3 separate regions of the Mus musculus genome follow, and all the other regions are linked to region 1. A link is a contact called in public promoter capture Hi-C data. All regions are on one chromosome and are shown on one strand. Each heading gives the region's core, a stretch centred on a gene start, on an enhancer-like site or on the middle of the called end of the contact. The rest is flanking DNA. Distances are from core to core; before and after follow the strand shown. Region 1 overlaps Tmem26 (transmembrane protein 26). Region 2 has its middle 81 kb from the start of Rtkn2. Region 3 has its middle 4.9 kb from the start of Gm40685.

Region 1 (4,822 bases), core at 648-3,147:
AGCATGCATGTTTAAAAGAGCCCTCTCAACTCCCTTCCCTTGTTAAAAGCAGTTTCGTTGGACTAGGAGTCACTTGTATCATATCATTTAATTTACAAATCCTACCTCACTTATGAATATGAATCTGCAACAAAACCATGCTAGCACACAGTAGCAGCATTGGCCTGGTGAGGATCAGTATGCCTCAGCATCAGGTGGATGAGCTCAGTGGACAACAGCTTATCCTGGTGCTTATTGAGAAATTCTACCTCTGCCCCTTAGTTTCACAATCCTGAATCACCAGGTGTACTGGCTAGTTTTGTGTCAACTTGACACAGCTGGAGTTATCACAGAGAAAGGAGCTTCAGTTGAGGAAATGCCTCCATGAGATCCAACTGTAAGGCATTTTCTCAATTAGTGATCAAGGGGGAAAGGCCCCTTGTGGGTGGGACCATCTCTGGGCTGGTAGTCTTGGGTTCTATAAGAGAGCAGGCTGAGCAAGCCAGGTGAGGCAAGCCAGTAAAGAACATCCCTCCATGGCCTCTGAATCAGCTCCTGCTTCCTGGCTTGCTTGAGTTCCAGTCCTGACTTCCTTTGGTGACGAACAGCAGTATGGATGTGTAAGCCAAATAAACCCTTTCCTCCTCAACTTGCTTCTTGGTCATGATGTTTGTGCAGGAATAGAAACCCTGACTAAGACACCAGGAAATAGACTCTTAGAGAGGAATTGTCTAATTGGGTTGCCTGTGGGCATGGGTGAGAGAGATTTTCTTGACTGAGATTGAGTTGGGCAGATTCAGTGTGTAGGTGGGTGGCACCATCCCCTATGCCTGCCCTCTGAACTGTGTAAGCAAGAAGACAGCTACGAATGAAGCATGCAAAATCCCAAGCATTTGTCCTCTCTGTGCTCTGGCTGTGCATATGAAACATCAAGTTCCTGCCTTGACTTCCACATAATAACAGACTGTGACCTGGGATCAGAAACCAAATGAAGCCTTTCTTCTCTAAGTTGCCTTTGCGCCAGGATGTTTTCTATCACAGGAAAGGAAATAAAACCAGTACAGTGGGCAATGGAAGTGAATCTAGATAATTTGAAATAATAAGTTGGGCACAGTGATGCACACCTGTAATCTCAGTACCCTGGAGGTTGAGATGCAGGAGGATTGCAATCGTGAGGCCAATTCGTGATGCATATTAAGACTTTTCTTTTTAAAACCAAACAAAGATGATGATGATAAATAATAATAAGAGACAAGTAAGGTTCTTTTTCAAGCTTATTTCTTCAAATTGTGTTTGGTTTTGGATTAAATTCTTTCTTGATAAGAGTATCTCAAAGTCAAATTATTAAGTTAATTCATTTTTAGTAAAAATGTTTTTAGTACTTATTTGTAGTTGCGAGATTAAACTTTACCCAAATGACATTATTATAAGGTAGAGAGATAAATAAATAAATAAATAAATAAATAAAGTAACAGGGGAAAAAGGAAAAATGGGTGAAGTTTTAAAAGGCTATTTAACCTTCGTTATTGTCTTTAATCTTCTGAGAAAAAGAAAGAAATAGAAAGGGCAAGAAAAACGTCTTTAAAAATCAATATTTAATATAGACACTCTTCTACTTTTGATTTCTTGCCAAAACCAATTTTGAAGCAAAAGGTTATGGGTCAAGATATTATTAAACTCTAACTTGGAAGATGTCTGAGCTGCAGAGAAATGTCAAAAACTCATGTCGGGCATGCTCTTAAAAGAAAGAAACCATCGACTCTTTGACCTTATGTATCACAGGAAACATGAGGAAGATTTGCTGAGAGACACGAGGAAGAACGTCAATTTTGGTCAGAGGGCAAGCTGCATATGTCAATTGCTTGTGTTTGGACATAGCGAATGTTGGCAAAACAAAAGTTTGTTAACCTCAAGTTAATCTCGAGCCTAACATCCCCAGTAATACTGTTAAAATAATAATCTGGGGGAGGTGCTAGGCACAGAACACAGTAGAACTCAAAGGAAGTTGAAAATAAACCAATGACCTTAATATCTCTGATGCGTTAGATCCATTTCTATAATTAGAAAAAGTATCATTATCCCTTTTCAGTGTATTCCCCTTAATTAGGAGATTAGCTCAGCAAACACACACACACACACACACACACACACACACACACACACACTCTTTCTCTCTCTCTCTCTCAACTCAATATTCAAGAATTTCTGTGTTAGGAAATATAGAAAGTCTAACCTCATTCACCCCATAGTCAGGGCTCCGGGACCTGTTTTTTTGTGCCTTACCCCTAGCACATCCTTTCAAGACCAGCAACTTCAGCCCCAACTTACTGTTTACCTAAAAACAAAGCAAAATAAAACCAAAGAAAATGTGGAATAGATTAGTGGTATAGCTCTTCTGGAGCCTTGGCTTCCAGCCCCAGTGCTGCTAAAGCAAAAACAGTTTTGGGGAATATTCCTTTCTTCAACCCTTCCTTCTTAGGACTCTGTGACACACAAGAAGGTGAGAAGAGAGACTCAGGTTGAGGAATAATTCACATTCTACTCTATGCACTGCCTCCCCTAACAAACTATGTCCCTTGTTCAGATCAGCATGCCTAATGTGGCTGAGCTTTGAAAAAAGGATGGCGAACACCTTTACACATGGGCATCTCCTTGCCCCCTAACAACCAAAGCCTTTTGGGGACACTCTTCTGTGCATGTCTGCCTATTTATATCCGACTTGTACGTTCAGGGCACAGCAGGCAGTGTTTGGAATCTGCATTGTCCATGAGACCCAAAGAATGCGGTGCTATTTTGTAATCACGTGGATGTTAGGTTGGCTTTCATAATATCAGCTTTCTGAAGGCAGACCACCTGTCTCCTGATCCCTGCCTTTCCCTGATTTTTAACATCCTCTTCTCCAAGACAGCACATTGTTACCTTGTTTAGTGCTCAGTTACTGTCTGTTCAGCAAATACTAAACTGATTAAATGCTCGTATTTGGGAATAAGGAATTACTGACTGAATAAAAATGATGAATCTACAAACATGCACACGGACCTTTTACTTATGGAAGTCTAGTTAATTCGAAAAATACTTTTTGAGCCCTGATCTTTAGAGAATTATTATTCAACATTTATTCTTTTTCAAAAAAGGTTAATTAATATATGTTTTTGTGCATGTGTGTATATGTGTGTTTGTATATGCACACCACATGTAAGCAGGTATCCACAAAGGCTAGAAAATGGCATCAGACCCCCTGGATCTGGAGTTAAAGTGGTTGTGAGCTGTGTAAAGTAGAAGTTAGGGACCAGAGCTGGATTCCCTGGAAGAGCAGCATGTGATCTTGACTCCCGAGCCCCCCTCCCCACAACTTCTCCAGTCCAATGACTCATTACCTCTAAGGCAGAATGGTCAGTAGCAGCGGTCACACTCGGAAGAGCTCAATTGCAATACTGCCTTCCTTTCCTAAATGTCTGTATATTACTTGCCTTTTGAGACATAAGACCAGTTCAGAGTGTTAGTAGAGCAATGTGACCCGTGTGACCAACATTTCAGAGTCTCAATTACAGAACTTCTGTCTTCCCCATCAGTTCTGTATGCAAATAAAACAGAAACCACTGGTCTGCTTGCATCAGAGGGTGCTGTTGCCACTGCTGAGAACACCACAACCCACAAGTGCTAGATTCTCACTTGACCTCTGCAAGGTGGAGAGCTGTGGGGATCACTTGCCTGCTGTCGGCTTTATGAGACAGCCTGCTCCCAACTCTGTGTACCTCTGGGCTGAGTTATGTTTCTTCCTCACTAAGCTTTTACCATATTCTTCAAGGGCCATGAAGACACTGGGAGATTCAGGCCTTCAGAAACATGTCTGCCTGTCTGGGATGTCCTCTGCCTCAATGGAGTCTGATTACGTCCTTCCCCTGGCTGTCGTCAACAAGATAAAGACTCCTCTACAAAACTTTCCCAGGTCACTTGAGTTGCAAGCCTTCCCATTATGCATTTTTTTTCTTCATATGCTTCAAAATTTATAATTACATGTGCATGTTAGTGTGTATTATGTGTTGGATATCATTGAGTTATGTACCTTCCTCCAAGTAATTCTCTATTTTAGTGCACACACAATTTTGACTCTCTGCCCCTAATTAAAGGGTGCCCTTTCCCCCTTAAGAGGGTGTGGCTCATATGGGCTCTCTACAAACAGTGATTTGATACAGATCCTGGTTTGATTAGAAATAGCATATTGAAATAAAACCATAAGTTAATAATTTTTATCAGAAATTTTATTTAGTGAAACTAATGTGTCTTTTTTCTGGGTTTTGTTTTTTGTTTTTTGTTTTTTTTGTTTTTGTTTTGTTTTGTTTTTTTGCTCTCACTCTGAGAAGATAGCCACAATATATTAATTTGGGAGACCAGAATATCTTTTAAGATGCTTTTATAATGTGTTTATTTGGTGTTTGTTGCATGCATGCATGGCACATATATTCATGCAGTCCAGATAATAACTCTCGGGAGTTGATACTCTCCCTTCATCATGTGGGTTCTGAGGATTGAACTCAGGTCCTCTGGCTTGGCAGCAAGCACCTTTATGCATTGAGCTACCTTGTCGTCCGAAATCTACAGTATTATGGATTTTATGTCATCAATACTATTTAGCTTGGAAACCAAGGAGGGTTTGAATCAATTCACATCAGTTTTCCTAAGAGCTACCAGATAATTTTGGCGTGTGTGTGTGTGTGTGTGTGTGTGTGTGTGTGTGTGTGTGTGTGTTTGCCTTGATGGCTTTGGGAATAATTAGGCTCCAAGCAACTAGCATGCTGAATAATGCCTCAAGAAGACATAACCAGCTCAGAAATCAAATGAG
Region 2 (4,822 bases), core at 666-3,165, 680 kb after region 1:
GTAATGTAATCTGATGCCCTCTTCTGGTGTGTCTGAAGACAGTGACAGTGTACTCATATATATATAATATATGTATATGTATGTATGTGTATATATATATATATATATATATTTCTTTAAAGGGGGAAAAAAAAGAACTCTTGGCTTCCCTAGATCTCTAACCACAGGCCCAAATAGAGAAAGATGGGATCCCTTCTGCAGTTCCTTCAAGATTAAGACCATTAAGAGCATGGATAGTGGGGTGAGAGAGACTGATTCAAATGTCTCCAGAGGTTTTAATAGCTTCTTGATTGCTCCTCCCCCACCTGCTCACAGCACTGACCAAACTCTGCCTTCTCCATATCACTGAAAGCTTTGGCCCTTGAACAATTCTAGCACGGACACTTGGGCCCACTCTCCCCAGTGGCTCCCTCCTTCCACTGGGTTCAGCTTCTTTGCTGATTGGGCGTTTATGGTGGGGGTGGGGGTGGGGGACAAAGCATGCCTTGGACTCAGTCTAAAGGTAAGCTGGGGGCTCAGCATCGCAGGGTTCCTGCCTGGCCCTCAGTGTCCCACTTCTGTTTGAAGTTATTTTGCTGGAAGCCATTGGCCACAATATAGGTCAAGTCCACCATCACAAAAATGGCCGCTGCCACCTACCTCCTCACTTAACGTATTTGACCCAACTCAACAGTGCCTAAGCCAAGGAACCAATACAGGGGTCCGTCCTTTTCAGGGCTCCTACCTTTTTGCTAAACACCATGACCAAAGCTTGTTCCTCATGGCTTGCTCACTTTGCTTTCTTATACATCCCAGGAGAAGTGGGCTGAGCCCATTCTCGTCAAACATCAACCAAAAAAGGTACCCAAAGGCTTGTCTACATGCAATCTGATGGGGACAGAGACATTTTCTGAGCTGAGTTCTCTCTTCTCAGATGACTCTAGCTTGTGTCAAGTTGACAAAAAGCAAGCAAGCAAACAAACACCTAACCAGCATAGTTCAGCATCCTTGGTTGTTTGTGTTGTGAGGCAGGGTCTCACCCTTTCACCCAGAGTGACCTAAAAACTCACAGTGTAGCCCAGGCTGGCCCCAGATTCAGCAACTTCCTCTGAAGACCCCAAAATGTCCCATGTTCTTCTAAATACTCCTGAAATGACGTCTTGGGTCTGCATGCTCCCTGTTCCCTTTCTGCATTCATTCATTCATTCATTCATTCATTCATTTATTCATTCCTCTTAAGACAATTTTGTGGTTTGTTTTTAAATGAGCTAGGAACTATTTTCAGTTTAGAAAAACTAGCCAGAGAATCAATCTTGACTCAGTTGCTAGGATACTACGTCTTTGGAGCAGAAGTAAAGAATCAATTTCCCTGCGCCTTAAAGAACATGTATTTAAGTAAATTACTTCCCTAGAAATATTGATTCATTTCAAAAAAGCATTAAATAATACGGAAACAAGAGGATTTTTTTTCTGTGAAAGCTAAATCTCCACATTGAAGCGGATGTACACTTAAATAAAATATATTCACAAGGATAATCCCGACCTCGCTCTAGAGAGAACATAAACATTAATGAAGTGACAGAACTAGTCACGTAGGGGGAGTGCTTGCAGGCCGCTGCATAAATAATGACCACCAAATTGCCTGAGTGGTTTTATGTGTGAAATGGCTTTGTGAATTTTCCAAAGAACTCAGTCCTAGGATTACGAGGTGCAAGGCTGAATTTGTTCTAACAAATGAAGTATTCTTAAGACATATTCTAATGGAGACATCACGACTAAACACACATTATCTTCCAAACTGTGCTTTAAAAATGTTTCAGCTTCTTAGTGGGCTCCGTGTACTGGGAAGAGCGGCGAAGGCCGGCAACTGGCCTCTCAGGCACCCTCGGACATCACCAAGTCCTGCTCCAGGGAGTCAAGCCAGCCAGCCTGCAGAATGTTTCAGCAGGAACTTTTGGCTGCTTTAAGCGCCTAGAACAAATGTTTGTTTGCTCCAGTACGGGGAATCAAATGCCTTTGTGTGAAAACATTTGCTCGAGAAGCAAATGTTTGTTTTCATAATCGACATTTGGACTGTTGGAACATTACCACTTCAGATATTGGTTGGAGAAATATACATTTAATACGAGAAACCAGACTAGGATCGGACACCAGTTGGGACACAGATGAAGGCGGCAAGAGAATGAGGTAGAAACTGGACCCTGTCAGGACTAAGGAGGAAAGCTGGGCCTTGCTTTCCGTGTTTCTGCTTGTTTCCCAGCAACGATATAAACGAAGAATGATTTATTTCTGTCTAGAAGCATATGACTTATAAATTATCAAGGACAGAAGCAAGAGTGTATTTATCTAGTATTAATATTTAAATGCCATTTTCCTATTGAATGTACCTCGTGCTCTGTATTAATCTGTTACATCAGATTTAGTACAGATTCATGTTGCCTAAATGGAGGATTTTTTTTTTCTCTAGGCTCACGTTTGATTATCTGTGCTTGGTAGTGGGAGGACAGATACTCCCCAAACAGCAGGAGATGCAGAAATAAGCCCTGGCTTTTGAGTGCATTAAATTTTTTAGCAGCAGAGAGAAACTAATTACATTTTAAGGGAGAGAGATATTTGCAAGCGTGACAAGAGTCATTTATATATTAAATATATTATATTTGGCCACAGTTAATCCATAAATAGAAAGCACAATTACACTGAGTTTGAGGATGAAGACAAGAACAAAACATCTTTTAAATTAAAACAGTCTTTTTTCCACGTACAGTTTGAATATTTTTAGTTTGATAAAAAACCATGAGTACATGCAAATGTATTGGCTTTTATGGTGTCAGACTGGAGTTTTTCGTTGATATGAAAAGAAATTGTACCATCCAGGTTCATCAGAACATTTATGAGCTGAAATGTGGAATCAGATTACTATATACTTTAAAATACAATAAAATTATAGTTCAAATTTCTTTGCTGCTAGCCTTAGGCCTATTTGATCTTCAGCTGATGTGTATATTATATTATGTGCTGCAATAGAAAAGCAAGCCAGTGTCGGTTTAGAAATGCCAAATGGAAGAATTATTCATTAGAACTTCAAGGAACAGACTTTGTATCTAAAAATCCACCCATTACTAACTGTTTCCATTTGTAAATTTCATGAGCAAGATAAGTGATATAATGCATGTATATTTGAAGTGCTGTGAGCTTCCAGAACTCAATAACTCAAAGTATTACAGTAAATTCCCATTTCTCCTGAATCCAAACTACCAGGGAGCAGAAATAATGAGAAATTTTTTTTTTTTTGGTGCGATTTATAAAATGGTAATGTCCCTGGAGGATTACAAGATCCTAAATTCTTTTGAACAGTCACAGAAAGATTAAATTTTGTTCAGCATAATTTTGTGGTAGGAATGTTTGATAGTATTGTAATTCTTTGAAGATAGTAATTAATCTGTGTGTAGCCCATGGTGATTCTTCTTGTTCAGCCTCAATGTAGATACAGCATCTTGCATTTTCCGGAAACATGGGTTTTATATTTCTAGTTTAATACAACCCTAAAGTGTAGAGCACAGAATAAACCTTACTTACTGCGTTTGATAATGGGCTGTATGGACCCCACTTCAGTGGCAACTGATGACTCCGAATGGTTGCTGTAGAGGATTCCGATGGAAACTCACCCTAGCCCATAGTACCAGGCCGTCTCTTAGAACTCACATTTGAGCTGGGCACCTATTCGAGTCAAGGATGTAAGATCTCTGGGATGTTCGAGGTGTGTGTTTTCTCTCTGCCCCTTGGGGCTCTCCCTTAGCATATCTGCTTTCTTCTCTTCTCATCTGAAAACCAGCATGTACTCCTTGCTCTTTCTGGTAAGTGGGATGCTGGGCCCTGTCTGACACACATGGGGCGATAGCAATCTTCCTTCCTTCAGCCCTATTTGAATTGAAAGAAGAAACTAGGTAAGCCTCAGTGGAGGCAAAACACACTTCCCAAACTCCATCTACCCTTTGGCCCCTCAACACACCCATCTAAGAAGAAGCAAAGGATCATGGTCTAGGAAAATAACAACTGCCATGGACAGAAGGGCTGAGAGTCATCAGGGAGGCAGACTCAGGGTGTCTGGGAAATGAGAATCAACAGCTCCTTAAACACACTGTTCTCAGGATCCCTTTGAGGGGCCCCCAGGAGACATTTGTTCATTTGCTGTATAGCTGTCAACAATCTACTGTACTAGAAACTGAAACAGAGAGATCTCAATTTAATTTTTTAATTCATTAAAAAATGTAAAAAAAAAAAAACCCAAAAAACAAAAACAAAAAACCACAACTCCCCTTGGGACTGGAGAGATGGCTCAACAGTTAGGAGCTTATACTGTTTTTGCAAAGGATCTGAATTTAGTCTCCAGCACCCTTTTCAGGCAGTTCACAACCCCTTATAACTCCAGAAGAGATCTGGTGCCCCTTCTGGGCTCCATGGGAACTGCACCCATGTGCACATACCCATACACGGACAAACAGGTATTTAAAAATAAAACAAATCTTAAAAAAGTATAAAACCCCAAAACCTTAGGTATGCTAATATGTCTTAAGATTAAAATAAAATTCCAGAACAATGAATTAGAAATATGTGAGAAGAGTAACATCATTTTATGTCTGTATTTTACAAATCTCTTTAACATATGGCTTGATTAAAACTAAACTAACAGGCAGATACTCAGTGTCTGACTTTGCCCTTAATCTGTTGTGTTAAGCTGACTTGGCTGAAGTACATGTATAACAAAGGCCTTACCCAGCTTAATAAGGGAGAAGGTTCTTTAACAGCATTGTCTTGTGACATGACCATTGCTTCTGGTCACATT
Region 3 (4,822 bases), core at 1,520-4,019, 570 kb before region 1:
AGATGGGAGGAGGGAGGAAGGAGGGACAGGGAGGGGAAGGGAAGGGGAAAGGAAGGAGGGAGGGGGAATGGAGGAAGGGAGGGAGGGAAGGAGAGAGAGAGATAGAGAGAGAGAGAGAGAGAAGGCAAGGAGCCTATATTTATTTATACTCACTCCTCCGGTCATGCTGACCTGAAATGGGAACTGAGTGGAAACCATGAGACAAATATATAAACTAAGTGGCTTAGGCTCAAACTTCTCTGACCCCCAACAGCACATAAATCACAGACCTCAGCTGACTGACTCAGCAGGTCTGCTCGAGGCCTGAGAGCCAGGACTTGAGGCAAGCTTTCTGCTCCTCAGAACACGCTTTGGGGAAGTGAGGAATTAGGAGATGGGGGCGGGGAGGGGCATAGTAGAAACTTCCGGGTAATGGACCATCCATTGCTGGCCCATCTGTTTCCAGCCAGTAACATTTGGAAAGCTATGGGACATGGTGGAAAGAGATGAGGATTTTTCGTGGTGTCTGTCTGCATGGCTGAATCTCAAAGAGCCGTTATTGATCTTGGACAAGATAGAAGGCTTGGAAGGGTTTGGTTCCACTTGTTCAGCTTTGTCTTCAGCCTAGGGGCGATGCGCCTCATCTGTGCTTAAGATGTGTATAGACTGTCAGTGTAGAAATGGCTCCTAACCAACCCTTCTGGCTAGGCTGAGGGATGCCTTGTCAGAAGTAGCAAGGCTTGCAGGACCAGATCTGTAGCTGGAGTCAGGCTCAACACTGGATCCTCTGCGTATTTATTCCCTGACCCTTGCTCAGAAGAAGGTTGGTTTTCTAGTCCCATACTCTTTGATATTTAAAGTCAGGATGATCAACCTGCAGTATCTTCACTATCCGGTCCTGGAAGTTGTCTTCCTCTCCATCCCGGCCTTCCAAAATGTAGGTTTTAGTAGGTTCCAAATGTGGGCATGTGAGAAGCACTACCCTTCACGGGTGCCAAGCAGATCATTGAAATGAATGCTTGGGTGGTGAGTTCCGAGTATACCATAAATATTAACTCTATCCTCCACCAGAGAGGGCACTACATACACTTCTCTTGCCTTATCTGAATCAAAAACACCCTCTGGTATTCATGATGGTGACAGGCACCCTATCATGTAAGTTTTCACTCCATCTGGCCAGCTGGAAGGTCACTAGATGCTCTTTCTCAGGCTCAGTAGACACACAGGCATAGCCAACCTTTTGCTTCCACACCAGGACACTTTTGGTTACAAAGTTCACACTCAAGAACTATGGAGTTGGGGGCTGGAGAGATGGCTCAGTGGTTAAGAGCACTGATTGCTCTTCCGAAGGTCCTGAGTTCCAATCCCAGCAACCACATGGTGGCTCACAACCATCTGTAATGAGATCTGATGCCTTCTTCTGGTGTGTCTGAAGACAGCTTCCGTGTACTTACATATAATAAAAAAATTTAAAAAAAGAAGAACTATGCAATTGAGAAACTAGAAAAAGTTACACACACAAAAATTTCAATATTTTAAGTAACTTTTAAATGTTGCCTTGGACTGGGGATTGGACTTGTGTATTTTATTGCAAAACCCACCTCCTTTCCAGGACACCCCACATGTTTTTGAGTAAATAAAGTCCCTGGGGAGAGGCACTCATTGCAGAGGCTTCAAGGCCTAAACAGATTCCATTTCTGACCCACAGTGAGTATTTCCAGAGTTGGGAGCTGACCAGAGCAGACTTGACCAATAGTCTGTGGAGTGTTACTCCCCAGTGTTGGGAGCTGATGGTCTTCTGGGAATGTGTGGAAGAGTGTCTCCATTTGCTATGGGTTCCTCTCGAAACTCATCTTGGAACATCTTTTTGTTGTTGTTGTTTCTTTTGTTTTTGTTTTTTTCCCAGACAGGGTTTCTCTGTGTAGCCCTGGCTGTCCTGGAACTCACTCTGTAGACCAGGCTGGCCTCAAACTCAGAAATCCACCTGCCTCTGCCTTCCAAATGCTGGGAATAAAGGTGTGTGCTACCACTGCTCGGTTATGGAATGTCTTGCTTTCCAAGGAAACATAGCAGGGGGACCCAGTATCCCGCACTCCCTAGCCCCGTGTGATGCCCAAACCAGGGCAGACTCCTCAGTAAATAAACAGAAGCGCTCAGGCATGCAAGCCAGTGGCATCAAAGCTGCAGTGCACCGAGAACACTGGAATGAACATCAGAGAGTGCAGACAACCCTGGAAAAAGCTTTCCCTCTTGTGATTCCCAAGAAGGCAAGGCGACTCTGGCAGATCTGCTCTCATACCAGCAGGGGGCGACAAGGACTCCACAGACACCAAGGGAGTCCTTGAGTGTGGCTTCTCAGGGGACAGTGATCTCAGCTAGCCAAGGGGCTTGCAGGGAGAAGGACCTTCAGGATTACTTAAGGAGGGACTTTCCTGCAGGTAGATTACTTGTGTAAACAGTTTTTCTTAAAAAGAAAATACCACAGACTCCTGGGCCGCCCCTTCTCGTCAATGATTCTGACTTGGGGAATCTGTAGTTTTCAACATTCCTTGGGTGACTCTAATTTTGAAAGGTTTAGAGGGAGTGACATCTTGCTTCCTCAGAAACGATCAGAAACGAGGACAGAGGCTGTGACCTTTAGTGACCATTTTTTGGAAGACTCAAAGTCATCACGGTCTGGCTTTCATAGCTTACTTCCCAGTAGTCCCTAGGGACAGGGATAGTGTGATGCCTGGGGCCGTGACTGGACCTTCTTTCTGCCCCTAGTAAGGCAGGGTTCGAACGCCCCTGACTAACATCCCACAGACCTAGTCGAGCTGCTTATCCATCTCAACTGGGAGCCTGGGTTATCTCACTCTATGCTACATGCTTTGATGACCTCATAATTCACACAGCGTGGTTTTGGGTGGAAATGAGACCAGCTTCTCTCTTGCTCATTGTGCCTGGAGCCTGGGACCGTTATACAAAGCCAAATCCAAGTGTCTTTGGGTGAAGGAAACTGACTCAGCCCAGGAGAGATGCTCTGTAAGAGGTGGTATCAAACGAACTCTACTACATTTTATCCAGGGAAGATACAGGTCTCTGAAGCTGGGCTCCATGCTGCATTGCTGTGAGGCCTCTTTCTGAACTCGGTGTACCAAACTGCACCCAAAACAGAGAAGCCAGGCCCCACTTAGCTCACATTTTCTTTTTACTACTGGTGCCTGCGGGCTCTGTGGCGCCGCCTCGTGGCTGGAGGGTATAATAGCACGATCGGACCTTCGGCTTAAACTGCTTATTCGGATATCATGAGCACACATCTTGTCTACGTTTCCCTATTTGTTTCTGTGTCCCAGGCCGAAAAGCTGTGAGCAACCAGATTTACAGGCTCAGGATTGTATCCGGGAGGAGGAGCCTGAGTAACTTTCTCCCACCCTCGGTCACCGTGATGGACGGCTTTGATCTCTCTGCCTCTGATCCTGATCTCTGAGCCCCCAGCCTGTTCTGTGTCCTACAGGCTCAAATTGATAACCCAAGTGAGTGGCGGGTTCCAGGATGAAGGTCCCTTCCGCTATTCTAATTTTTGCATTTACAACCCAGACACTGGAGGGCAAGGCAGGAGGTTTTCTGTAGTTAACCTCTTTCAAACAGCCTTCAAAATGGGTGAGTAAAGAAATATCCAACACCAACTGGCGTGTGGGAACTCTCCAAATCTGCCAAGCCCATGTGGGCCTGACTTAAGGCTCATCTCCTGGTAACTGCAGATGCAGTGAACTTTGGATGACTCCAGAATCCCATCCCGGGTTAAACTTTAGCCAGCCGTCAGGGTGGTAATTCGATGCACCCTCTGTTAAAAGGACCCTGAAACCTAACGCAGAGCCTCTGCGTACAGCGATAAGAGGCTTTGGAGGTGAGAGGGAAGGCATGTAGGCAAAGGATTCCAGTTGACAAGAGGAGTGCTTATCAGTAAGGAGAAGGGCACCAGGGTAGATTGCACTCAGAAATACCTGAAATTGTGTGACACAAGCCAAAGAAACTAGCCTTGAACTCAGAAGCCCTGAGCTGGCTCTGTCTAGCCTGGGGGTGGGGGAGGGGAAGTCTATATTTTATATGGATCTTGGGATCCTTGGAAGTCAATGCAGGGGGCACGTGGTGGTGGTGGTGGGGACAAGTCCCTAAGTTAGTTCAGGGCCCCACCTTGATACTAATCCTTTGAGTTAGAGAGTCTCCCTGGGTCTGCTCTCTCTAACACAAAGCTTGAGAGTGAGTTTTAGTTTTTAGACAGACTTGATTTCTAATCCTAACTCAGCCACTTTCTGTCTTAGTTAGGATTTTACAGCTGTGACCAGACACTATGACCGAGGTAATGCTTATAAAAACAACATTTACTTGGGGCTGGCTTACAGGTTCAGAGGTTCAGTTTATTATCATCCAGGCAGGCATGGTACAGGAGGAGCTGAGAGTTCTATTCTACATCTTCATCTGCAGGTTGCTAGGAGAATACTGGCTTTCAGGCAGCTAGGATGAGGGTCTTAAAGCCCATGCCCACAGAGATACACTTCCACCAACAGGCCACGCCCATTTCATCAGGCTACACCCACTCCAACAAGGCCACACCTCCAAACAGTGCCCCTCCTTGGGCCAAGCCTAGTCAAACCACTACACTTACTAATGCATGGGCCTTGCCTGTTATTTTACTCATTGTGATTCAGTACGGGACTCAAGTCAAGGGACAAAGGACTTGCTTTTTTCATGGGTTCCGGGGTCAAGCCCATGGTAGCTTGATCTCTTGGGCTCTGTAGAGCATCCTGATGGTAGGAGCCTGAGGTGATGGATAGCAAGCAAGGAGAATGTGTGCAGGCCC

What was found. Promoter capture Hi-C pulls out the DNA fragments that hold promoters and counts their contacts.
Region 2: a promoter capture Hi-C map of liver shows a contact between it and region 1, with 2.7 times the contacts expected there. The contact joins two enhancer-like sites. A contact is called at or near these places in 1 of 39 promoter capture datasets (liver) and 1 of 9 other capture datasets (liver).
Region 3: a promoter capture Hi-C map of liver shows a contact between it and region 1, with 2.9 times the contacts expected there. The contact joins two enhancer-like sites. A contact is called at or near these places in 3 of 39 promoter capture datasets (embryonic stem cells and liver).

What each region holds. Positions count from the first base shown.
Region 1 is chr10:68,734,591-68,739,412 of GRCm38.p6, reverse strand. The region is part of intron 1 of Tmem26 (transmembrane protein 26); the gene reads right to left. Among named protein-coding and RNA genes, the nearest start is that of Tmem26, 13 kb to the right of the region's middle. Within about 2 kb of position 1,897, at least 5 of the 459 cell types and tissues checked have an H3K27ac peak or open chromatin away from gene starts, as enhancers often do. A contact at or near this core is called in liver, where this site is marked.
Region 2 is chr10:68,058,189-68,063,010 of GRCm38.p6, reverse strand. It overlaps a transcript of Rtkn2 not described here. Among named protein-coding and RNA genes, the nearest start is that of Rtkn2, 81 kb to the right of the region's middle. Within about 2 kb of position 1,915, at least 28 of the 459 cell types and tissues checked have an H3K27ac peak or open chromatin away from gene starts, as enhancers often do. A contact at or near this core is called in liver, where this site is marked.
Region 3 is chr10:69,304,783-69,309,604 of GRCm38.p6, reverse strand. No RefSeq gene overlaps it. Among named protein-coding and RNA genes, the nearest start is that of Gm40685, 4.9 kb to the left of the region's middle. Within about 2 kb of position 2,769, at least 45 of the 459 cell types and tissues checked have an H3K27ac peak or open chromatin away from gene starts, as enhancers often do. A contact at or near this core is called in liver, where this site is marked.